Linked DNA regions of Gossypium hirsutum: all the other regions are linked to region 1. The links are chromatin contacts, called in public Hi-C maps. All regions are on one chromosome and are shown on one strand. Each heading gives the region's core, a stretch centred on a gene start, on an enhancer-like site or on the middle of the called end of the contact. The rest is flanking DNA. Distances are from core to core; before and after follow the strand shown.

Region 1 (3,855 bases), core at 1,278-3,777:
AACACAGAAGGGGAAAGTTCTTTCAACAAAGAATGCACCACAATAAACATTGATAAAAGAATGTTTAAATCTTACATGAGCTATGCTTCCATGGATGGCAGCTCGCTCTCTGAGTAATTGCATTCTCGGTGACATACTCCCAGATGCCTGCATTATGGCAAATAGGTAACTTTGGGAAACAACATGATATTAGCAATGGCACTGAAAAAATTAAGAGTTGAAATCATATGACTACCTTATACTCATTAATATCATCTCTGACAGAACTCAGAAGCTCCGCGTGTTCCCTCATTGAATTTATGTTTCCTTTGATTCTTCTAAACTCCTAACAAAGATATATCATTGCTTCAAAAAGATAGAAAACTAATCAACTAGTCCAAATAATAAACAGCCAAAAGCAGCAATAACTAGGGGCAATTCAATGGAACATGGATGCCATAATTTATAGAGCAATGAACCAAAGTGCAATAAAGACAATTGACAGTCCAAAAAGCAGATGAGTGAACACATTTGGAGCCTAGTTCGATCTATAATTGATGACAATGAAAGTGTAGTGGAGAATAATTCCATGGATCATGGGAACATAAATTTATAGTGAAATGAGCCAGGGTAGCAAATAAAGAACTTACAGCAACCCCAGGTTTGGATCATACAGAAATGTAAATCTGTTGGGGAGAAATATATGATTTTTCAAAAATTGAGAATGAATTAGAGATTAGGTCAGTCTGTTAAGCTACCACCAACAGCCACTCTTCTTCCACTTCTCTCATGGTTCAAGAAAAGAGGAGATTAGGGCACTTGCAACTGTAAACTTGAACATAAAGGAAAATCACATGCTACCCCTGCAGAAACTTTTCATGTAAATGGGAAGGATTTTATACATCCCCAATTGTCTATGGAAATTACTTTTCCCAAGTACACAAGTAGAGAACAGAGCAAATACACAACAAAAGATATAATGTAAAAAGTTCAAATTCTAAAACTGCTAGGGAACTATATGAAGTTGCCGGAACGAGTCCATCAATTATCAACAAAAAAAAAAACCATGGACCAAAAATCTTTTGAGAACTTGACTCATATAGCATTTTGCAAAAATGAAAAGCAACAATAAAACAATAGTATAATTATACTCATGTTGCCATAAACAAATTTACACAGAATGCTAACTTGCTGCTTGTACTGTATTTCTTATCCCACTGAACTGATTGTCAGGCATGTAACAATCATGAACCATGAACTAATTACAATTAATAAATAGAATAACTGAATTATATTTTATTTCAAATAGAGGTACAGATATCCCAGTAAGAATTGCCAAAACAACCAATCAAACATGTTTATAAGCATGCCTTGATGGTGTCATGATTTGGTATATTATCAGTTTGAACCATGGCTCACAAACATAATGGTGACAATGACTTAGAGGTTGGAAGAGAGTTTTTCCAATTGCAGTGGTAAAAGAATACAAAAACAACAGCAATAATTAGAAGTTGCAAGACTATACACTACACATAATTTAATATCTAGCAGTGATGTAGGACAAAATATCAGGAAATGTTAATATTTCATTGAAGCTTATAGCACCCGGTAATTAAACATGGAAACCTGAGTTCTAATAACAAGTCTAGATAAAAATTACAGAGTAGACAACAAATAAACCTGAGTAAACTCATGTAGTATGTCTCTATGCCTTGCAAGCTTCTGGGTTACTGAAGTAGTTGAAGCAGCAGACGCAGCACATCTGCTCATGGCATCATTTATGTCCAGCAGTTTCTCGAGCAATGACTGAATTTCCATTTCCATAGACTTCCATGATCTACTTGACCCAACGGTTGGCGACCCAGTATCTAGATAAGCTCAATGTGAATACATATATCATCACAAAGGGGAAAAATGAATCTAACCAGATTTCAAAGGCGATTTAAATACAAGGAATAAAATATATGCTCTTTGGTATTAAAGATCCAATCTATTCAGCCATTGGAGTTTGTTCAGTTTTTTTAACAGATTTATTCATAATTACTGTAATCTACCAAAAGAAAATCAAAATGCAACCATATAACACAAAACAAGAAGCATTTGGAACAAAAATCTAGAGATAATAAAATGAAAAAGGAAGCAGTAAAAGAGCAAACCTCCTTGGGTGAACCTAGCACCGAGCTTAGCATAAGAAGAGAGTTTGACATCGAGATCACCCTCGATCTTTCGAGCCTCTCTCCTGAGTTCCTCCCAACCCGATTCTTGCAGATCCAGATTTGGATCCGTCATTTAGATCTTGGTGTTTGAAATTCGGATCCCTGGCTCTAGTTTCGTTTCTTATGTGGATCCAACGATGGAGATTGGTTGAGTTATTTCAGGTTAGTAACCCTCATCCAATTACAGAATTCAAAAATGCTGCTGAGTGTTGGAAGCTTACTTGCTTTCTTTATTTTCGATGATCGTTCAATTTTGATTTTCTGTTTCTCAGAGTTTCGATGATCCTCTCTTCTCTGGTTATTCGTGGTTTATTATTTTGCATCTGGACCCTTGAACCTAAGCATGGGCCCAAAAGAGAATCAAACTATGGTTCCATTCTACCAAAATAAACTCTCTTGAAGGCCCAATTACTCATCTATATCTATTAGTTTCTAATGTCAAATAAAATATTAAATATTAATTTTTTAAATTTATTAAATAATATATTTTATTTTATGAAATTAATATAAATTATATTATTCATTATGTTAGAAATGCGTGTGCAAACCACAAATTTGTATTTAAAAATAACATAAAATAAAGGAAGCACATGGCTTAAAAGTAATTACTAATAATTACACATTCAATATATATGATATTAAAATTTAAAAATAGATTTAATTGTTTATCATTGTGTTATTATTAATCTTGAGCCAGTGTTGAGTTAACTTGTGACACTAACTCAATTAAATACATTATTAAAATATACAATTGACAGAAGTAATAAAGTGTGCATAATTAAAATTAAAATGTACAAAGGTATTAAGATAAAGCTTTGGCTAAGTGGTAATTAAAAATTTTACTCATACAATTGACTTAGGTTCAAATCTCAATAAATGCATTATTTTAGTTTTTTTTTAAATGAAAAAGACTAAAGGACTCTCAAATAATATAACTTATTTTCATTATGTAAAAGTATTTACATAATTTAACAATTGAGTTGTCTCAGTTAAATGTGACACCAACTCAATAAAACACTTAAATAATAATATAGATTAATAGTTTCTGTAATTAAAATATTATAAAAAGAATCTCATATAAAACTCAATTATTAATCTTATAAATGGCAAAGAAAATCTCTCTCTATATATAGATAATTGCACCATTCATCTCAAACTATAACTTTATTTTAAATTAGTCCCTAAATTTTAAAAAACTCTAATTACATTTTGAACTATTAAAGTTATATCAATAAGGTTCTTCCATTTCTAAAACCATTAATTTAATCGTTAATGAGATGTCAAATCTTATGTGGCATAGTTTAAAATGAAAAGTTTAAAAAAAATGAATATTGTAAAAAGGGATGTCGTAAGAATATTGATTTTGAGGTTTTCGAAGCTTTTACAAAAGTTTTATCACCTGCTGTTTCTTTTTTCAATTTACTTTATTTTTAGTTTTTACTTTTAAAATTTATGTGGTAACATTTTTCTTTCTTTAAATTTTTCATTTTAAATTATGTCACGTAACATTTGACATGTAATTTAACTATTGAATTAATGGTTTCAATAATTAAAGGACATGATTGATATAATATCAATAGTTTAGGGATGTAATTACAATATTTTTAAGTTTAGGGGTCAATTTAGAATGAGGGTCATAGTTTGGGGATGTCTAGTGCAC
Region 2 (3,572 bases), core at 1,039-3,538, 560 kb before region 1:
TTATTTTCCCCTTTTTATGCCCATAGCAAAATCACAGCCTATATTGTCAAGGAAAGAAATACTGTTAAAGAGAGGAAAGGAAAGGTGTGTAATAAGAAAGGGATGGAATCTAGGGATCTCACATTCTTGGCAGCGGCACTGAAGGCCTCTCTATGACTAATATCAGGGTTTCCAGCTTTGATGCGTTGGATTTCGTCCCTGCAGAGAGATTTGATTTGATAGATGTCAAGATCATCCTGTCCATCATTGTTCTCATTTCAAATCCATTTTTGATTTTGTAAATATGGAAAGAAGGACAAACAAAGGTAAGGTAAATAATTTATGCATGGGATTAATCACACTTTACTTGATGAAGCGGTTGTAGGCAGATGGGACTCGCTGTCTCTTCTCCGGAGCTGCGCATTATAAAAAACAGACAGAGCACAGACAAACAAAGAGACACATGCATTAAAATCACCTCACTGACTTTTTTTGGTAACATTTTGTCTTTCATTATCTCCCTCTCTCTCTCTCTTCATCATCACCTCATCATCACCATTTTCTCTCAACAGGTACAGATCTATCTTTTGCATGGATTCTTCTTTTCATCATATTTTTTACTTTTAGTTAGCGAAATCTTGAACGCTAGGGTTTGATAGTAACTAGTAAGGTTGCCATTTTATCACCAAAAAGAAGGAAAAAAAAAAGACGGGGCTTTTATGCTATAAAAGAAAACGAAAAAATTGGAGAAAATGAAGTTTGTGAAGATTTTTGTCTGGAAAGCAATAAAAAAGAGAAGACTTTCAAATTTAAAGTAACAAAAATAAGAAGAATAATAATGATCATTCATAGGCAAAGGACTTCTCTGTAACTGCTGCCAAATAGGGATGAAATAGCTAAAAGATTAAATTAAATATCGTTTAAAAATAAGGTGGTCTTAAAAGAAACCCCACCCCCCCAAAAAAAAAAGAAAAAAAAAAGAGAAGAAAGCATTTGAAATATAGGGACGTAGGGTTGTAAAGCATAGGGGTCTTGACGTTTTTATTTGGAATTGGAAAAGGAGCTTTCGCATAGTGAAAACGTTACTTTGACTTCTCAAGAAATAGACCCCCAGATAGATTTGTGTGGCTAAGCTTCTAAATTTCTAGCTACTGAAAAGGGAGATTTGAAGAATAAAAATAAAAAGCAATGATTAAATGTTGAAGAATCTCACGTCTATTGACCACCGGAGGTTTGGGAATATCTTCAGCACCTCCATGAATAGGAGGCATAAGAGAGTTATTTGGGTTTGGCTGATTGATTACCATATTTGTTGTTGCACTACTTCGGATCTCCTCCTGCCACATTGTAAAATTGTAAATAAATTGTAACCCAACTTTTGGACTAAAATTTAACTAGAAACTAAGAGTACGTGAAAAATTAAATAGGGAAGCAAGTTTAGACGGTTAATCAAGTTTGTTGATTTGAAACCCTAATTTCTCGAGAAAGAAAATACATGCATACCAGGAGATTGTGAGGAGTGAAGAAAGAATGACCAACGTGATGCTGATTAGTTGTAGGAAGAAGGAGACCAAGCATGTTGACAGACAAAAGATTGGTGCAGTGACCGCATCGAACCGTAACAGTCTTGAACAAGCTAGTGCGAGGAACACTCACCTGAGAAAATGAGAAACGATACAAAATACAAGAAGGAACATAATTGTAAAAAACAACAACAACTACTAAAACATGTATAAAAGCCAAAAAAAAGGGACTTTGGAGGAGTAATATGAAGCAGAATGGGAACGAAAAGAAAAGAGAGAAAGGGACAGGAAATGATACAGCGAGAACAGTGTCACAGAAGTTGCAATGGACGTAACAGAGCTGATCGGAGGGAGAGACGTGGTCCGGTGAAAAAGCAGCTGATGAGGAAGACATCCTTCTTTTTCTTTTCCTTTGTTATTATTATTATTATTTGATATGAAGCTTTGGATCTGATTGATTGATAGATTGACTGATCAGTAGATATTGATAGGTTTCTCACAACTTGATCTGATCCTCTTGGATGTTGAGTTATGCTAAGGTAGAGATACAAAGAAAGGATTGAGGAAAAGATAGAAAGAGGGATACTACTAATATACTAGGAGATGTAACAGAGGCAGAAAGTGATTTCAAATATTGCTCATTTGTACATGGTTGTAGTTTCAATGGCAATTTGTACAGGTTATGGATGTCTCTTAAACAGGCCTGAGGCCCCGGTTGAAACCGAAAAAAAAAGAGGAAATAATAATAAACGGCTTTAGGTTTAAAGGCAAAAGAAAAATGAATGGTTGGCATTCCCAATGGATGTGTGCTTGTATTAGAGAGAGAGAGAGAGAGAGAGTAGAAGTAAGAAAGGGACGTGTGCATGCATGGTAGTGAATAGCTTTGGCTCATTCACCTGTTGTTTTCACAGTTAAGATTAAAAAGAGGGGGCTCGGTGAACCCTTTTCTCGGTTCTCTACAATTCCATGGCTGCCTTAACCGGGCAACATATATCAATTTTTTTATTTATAAAAAAAACCTCCTTTTCTAAAATTATTTTTTTAACTCAGCACTTGAGAAAAAATCAATATGAGAAGTATATAATTGATTGTTACCTAAAAAAAAAGTATATAAATAATATTTTTAAAAGAAACAATTTATATGATTTGTAAATTTTTAAACTATTTTTTTAACTTATTTTAAAACTTCTTTATAGTAAGGTAGAGGGCAATGGTCTCGCTCCCCCCAATGGTATAATTACTACTAAATTCTTTGAAAAGTTATAAAATTATAAATTAATATAATTGTAAAATTATTTTTGACTCTTCAAAAATTTATAATTCAAATCTAATTCCCTAAAATTTTATTTTCTCCTTTCCATCTCCAAATGAAGAGGTAAAAATGCTATCATTTCAAGAATCAAAAGATTTTTTTATACATATATATTAATGACAAATGTAAACATAATAATTTAATTGATATATATATTGTTGATACAAGATACAAAGAAAGAGGATAAGAAGGGGTAAGAATGAGATCAAGTGGTGCTATGGAGGTTGGATCACCTGTAAAGGCCGAGAGTTGGGACAAGGACAATAGTACAAGGTGATTGAGAGGATAAATGTTGAGAGTAACTTTAGGGTGCTGAAAAGTCGATCCCCTGTTCTTAGTTCTCCAAGGTATTTATAGGAAAGGCTCTCTTGTCCATTGGTATGATATTGGCTAGATAAATATTTAATCCCATTAATTGCAAAACAGATAATCATAGGCACATGTTATGGGATTCTATTAGCATGAGGTAGTCAAGCCTAAATAGACTCCTTATTGTCTTGGAAGAGTGTTCAAATTAGGATAGCATTCTCTTTAAGCTTGAATGGTAGGTTTCGTTTGAAGTGGGATGGTGGGTCATGCTTAGGAAGCCAATGCATAGTCAACAACATATCTTGGGTTGACATGTGTCCTCTTGGTAAAAGGTATATACTAATAGCCCCCTAGTCGAGCGGGAGGTAATAAAGTGGCCTTCCGCGAGACATGCTTCGAGGCTCCCTTAAAGGTTTATCTAGTTGGAGAAGATGAAACATCATCAAACA
Region 3 (4,080 bases), core at 209-2,708, 840 kb before region 1:
GAAAGCGGCATAAGAAAAACTTGCAGGTACGTGAAGAGCTGCAGAAGCGGAATGGAGTTATAACTGGACAGCAAAGTGTGCAAGTGCCTAATTTGGGATCAGAAATTGTTCAATTGGTGAAAGTTGAGGGATCTGAGGAAAAACAACATCAACAGATGGTTCCCTCCTTGGCTGCCACTACTGACAACAAGAAAGAAATTGAGCAGCAGCAGGACATTGTGAATAAACCTGAAGCATCGACAACTGGTCCTGCAGAAGCTAAAAGGAATTTAAGGAATCCCTCTGAAGCTCGGGGCCGTGGTTTGAAGCGTAAGATGAGAGGGGGACGAGGGGGTAAATATGTGAAAAGAAATGAAGGATCTAGAAGACCATCTGAGCCTCCCAAACCAAAGGGAGGTATTCCTTTTATGTGTGAATTGTGCAACGTTAAGTGTGAAACTCAGGTGGTTTTTAACTGTCATTTGGCTGGTAAAAAGCATATTGCAAATATGAAGAGGTTTCACGGGCACCGGGCTTTATATGGAGAAGCTGGAGTTCAAGCACTTTATCCACCTAATATCAGTGCTCCACCACCTCCCTTGGTCCCTCAAATTCAACAGGGTGTTACGGACCCACAAGTAGTTTTAGCTCAGCTGTTGACTTATGTCCTTAGTCAAGCCCAAGTCCCGGGGTTAGCGGGCCCTCAGGTATCTCTACCAATAGCAACATTGGAGTCTGCACAAGCACCATTATCAAGTTCAGGAAACCAGTACCAGCATGAGTTTCCTCAAGGTTTATTAGCCACATCAGAAGTGAGGAATGGATTGGGTGTGATGGCGGAAGCTGAAACTTGGCAGCAACATACTGCAGCGAAGTCTGAAGCCTTACCATCTGCAGGAGATAGGGGAGCAAATAGTCAAGGTTCAGAATCTGAAAAGAATGAAGTGAGTCAGCAGCAATCTTTCAGCGCTAAGACTGAATTTCCAACAACTTTTAAGATGGAGAGTGGGGATTTAGACACAGAGATTCCCCCCATGGATGACCCTATTGCAACAACATCAATGTCAAAAAGAGATAGCACAACAGCCTCCTTGGACCCAGTTGATGAGTCGGAATCTAACAATAATTTGGAGCAACCTGAGGACCCTGAGGAGGACCCCGAAGAGAATGAGCAAAATGAAGCGGCCTAAGTCCCAACGCATTTGTCCCTCTTAGTGTGGCAATAATTTAGGATTAAACTTGAACATGAATTGGTAGACCTCTTTCTTGAAATTTATACAATAAATTAATGCCATGTCAAGAGGTAGAGAAGTGGGGGATGATTAGGATTATTGAGTAGAATAACTTTATTATTATTTTTACGACTACTATTATAATGAGATAGATACATATGCTTTCTTTCTACCGTGTCAGCTCTTGCCATAGGTCCAAGAGATCAATTCAAGGCATGTAATTGGCGTCTCTAATTTCTTTGAGAATCTATCTTTTTCCATTTTCATTTTGATTTCAAAGAAAGAAATGCAATTTCCGTAACCACTGAAAGAGCCGAACCTAACCTAACCGTTCCCGTAAAATCCCAAGAAAAATAGCAATAAAAAATAAAAATAAAGATAATAAAACGACAAGTCCTCTCGAAATTCCCCCATCCCTCAATCCGACAATCATCATTTAATAAAATATGACTCATCATTTTCTCCGTTAATAATTATAGAACACGTCCCTTTTTTTCTTTTTGCTTCAAATCTTTTATGGCCTCTTTCGCCTCTTTCGTTGAAATCAGTCGGTACAATCTGATTCCACTTTCTGTGACTTCTCTCTGCGGTTGCCCATGCCGTCTCTTATCCAACCAAACCCTAATTCCCACTAGAAGAACCCCCAAACTCAAGCTTAACGTTGTCTTTCATGGACCGCAATCAGTCTTCCGGGTTCGTCCTACCAGTATTTACGTCAACCGGCGGTTAATTACGGCCGTCGCCCGTGCTGAACCCGAAAGTATCGACGAAAGCAATGCCGAGGAGGTACCTTTAATTATGGTTGTGCTCGGATTTGTTTCCGTTAAAATCATATATATGCATATGTTTTAAAAACTTAGTACTGTTTTAGTACTGCATTTTAAACGTTTGATTAATCTGTTTGTTTCTGTTGATGTGTCAATATAAAAGAATCTGAAATCTTTAAGAGTTGAATTCATGTTGAATTAGCGAAAAAAGAACCTGGGTGGTCAGAGATTTAAAAACTTCTGGAATTTTTTTTTAGAATGGCTAACTTGAAGTAATTGATAGATGATGGAAATAGTCATAAATAACGCATGAGCATTTTAATCTATGTTGAGATTATCAACTTTTCTCCATTCAATTAAAGGGAACTTTTGTTCAAATATGGTTACTCAAACAGTTATGTTGTAGGAAGTTGACCAAGGCGCTATCTTACCAACGACAAAGGATTCTTTTTCTGAGTTACAACATAAATCAAGTCAGTTGAGAAAAAGGATCGTTTTCGGACTTGGTATTGGGATCTCTGTCGGAGGTGCTGTATTAGCTGGAGGATGGGTTTTCACTGTGGCTTTGGCTGCTGCTGTTTTCCTTGGTGCACGTGAGTATTTTGAATTGGTTAGGAGCCGTGGAATCACAGCAGGAATGACACCTCCTCCACGATATGTCTCGCGAGTTTGCTCTGTTATATGTGCGTTCATGCCCATTCTCACATTGTAAGATGGTAACCTTATGTTGTTGCGTGCATTACAATAATATCAACTTATGTGTTGGTTTCTTTGTCGTTGTTTAAAATGCTACATCTTGCCTTCAAAAACTTGTAATTCCTACTTTGCTGGTGAAAATTTTTGAAAATATTTCATGTAATTTATTTCGAGGTTGTGTTGTATTGTCAGATACTTTGGGAATATTGATATTTCAGTGACATCTGCTGCATTTGTTGTGGCTACGGCATTGCTCATGCAAAGAGGAAACCCTCGTTTTGCTCAGCTCAGCAGTACCATGTTTGGGTTATTTTATTGTGGCTACCTCCCTTGTTTTTGGGTTAAGCTCAGATGTGGTTTAGCAGCTCCTGCCTTGAATACTAGTAAGAATATGGGTTCTCACTCTTTTCTGTTTGCAAATCTAAATATTGGAAAAATTTATGACTGGTAAACAGTAATATTTGCTAAGCTTTAAGGATAGAGCTGAGAATTGCCTTTTCTTAAAGTAGCAATAGCTTATATACTGTTTTTGCTAAAATTTTGGTGGTTTAGCTAGGTTTGGTGTTTCTGAATGATGAATCTTGTAACTGCTTTTATTCCCTTTATGTAATGTAATTTTAAAATGCATCAAGGAATTTTTAAACTCCTTTTATTTCCTTATATGTGAAACTTTATTCATCTTTATTTTTGGCTTTTGGTTCTTTTGCATGTTTGGTTGCGGAAGGGGAACAATTATGACTGTTCAACCTGTTTTACCATGAACTTCTTTTTTGACAGGAATAGGAGCTGGATGGCCTTTTCTTCTTGGTGGCCAAGCTCATTGGACAGTAGGCCTTGTGGCAACCTTGATTTCTTTCAGCAGTATAATAGCAGCAGATACATATGCTTTTTTGGGTGGAAAGGTATATAGCCTTGATCAACAAGATCTTGTTTTACTTGTTTAAAAACTTTAAGATGCCCTTAATGCTGCATTAGCTTCAGGCTTACAGTTCAGTGGTTATTTTCAAATAAATTAAAAAATTACAGCTATTTATTCGGGTGAGTGACTTTTTTGTTACATTTTTAAATGGTGGATGTATCATCAAATGACCATGGTTGTGTTTGACCCCCTGTTCTGATGCAGGCCATTGGTAAGACCCCACTTACTAATATAAGTCCAAAGAAGACATGGGAAGGAGCTATTGTTGGCTTGGGTGGTTGTATAGCAACTTCTGTAGTATTATCAAAGATTTTAAGCTGGCCAGCTTCGTTAGTGAGGTATTAAATCTCTCTTACTAGTAATAATGCACACTAAGGTACAAATCGCACTGGTATACATTTCCATGCAGGGTAAGTTGTCTCAACTCTAGAGATCAAGAGTCAGATTACTGTTGATATAGCTTACGAGTCTATTAGGTTTGAAGATG

The links. A called contact is a pair of places that touch in the nucleus more often than the background predicts.
Region 2: a Hi-C map of leaf shows a contact between it and region 1, with 5 times the contacts expected there. The contact joins the promoter of LOC107934031 here to the promoter of LOC107952705 in region 1. A contact is called at or near these places in 19 of 34 Hi-C or Micro-C datasets (anther, callus, fibers and 4 more).
Region 3: a Hi-C map of leaf shows a contact between it and region 1, with 2.8 times the contacts expected there. The contact joins the promoter of LOC107952767 here to the promoter of LOC107952705 in region 1. A contact is called at or near these places in 3 of 34 Hi-C or Micro-C datasets (all in leaf).

Annotation. Positions count from the first base shown.
Region 1 is chrA07:35,582,645-35,586,499 of Gossypium_hirsutum_v2.1, reverse strand. It overlaps LOC107952705 (Golgi SNAP receptor complex member 1-2), which reads right to left and starts at 2,527. Exons shown (of 6, transcript XM_016887861.2): 1 at 2,136-2,527; 2 at 1,660-1,847; 3 at 236-325; 4 at 76-147. The coding sequence starts at 2,268.
Region 2 is chrA07:36,141,239-36,144,810 of Gossypium_hirsutum_v2.1, reverse strand. LOC107934031 (axial regulator YABBY 1) reads right to left here and starts at 2,288. Exons shown (of 7, transcript XM_016866365.2): 1 at 1,801-2,288; 2 at 1,483-1,635; 3 at 1,193-1,316; 4 at 347-395; 5 at 123-198. The coding sequence starts at 1,896.
Region 3 is chrA07:36,417,790-36,421,869 of Gossypium_hirsutum_v2.1, reverse strand. LOC107952767 (phosphatidate cytidylyltransferase 4, chloroplastic) reads left to right here and starts at 1,458. Exons shown (of 8, transcript XM_016887936.2): 1 at 1,458-1,997; 2 at 2,385-2,686; 3 at 2,867-3,057; 4 at 3,452-3,576; 5 at 3,798-3,931. The coding sequence starts at 1,728. LOC107952765 reads left to right here. Exons shown (of 2, transcript XM_016887931.2): 2 at 1-1,381. The coding sequence ends at 1,169.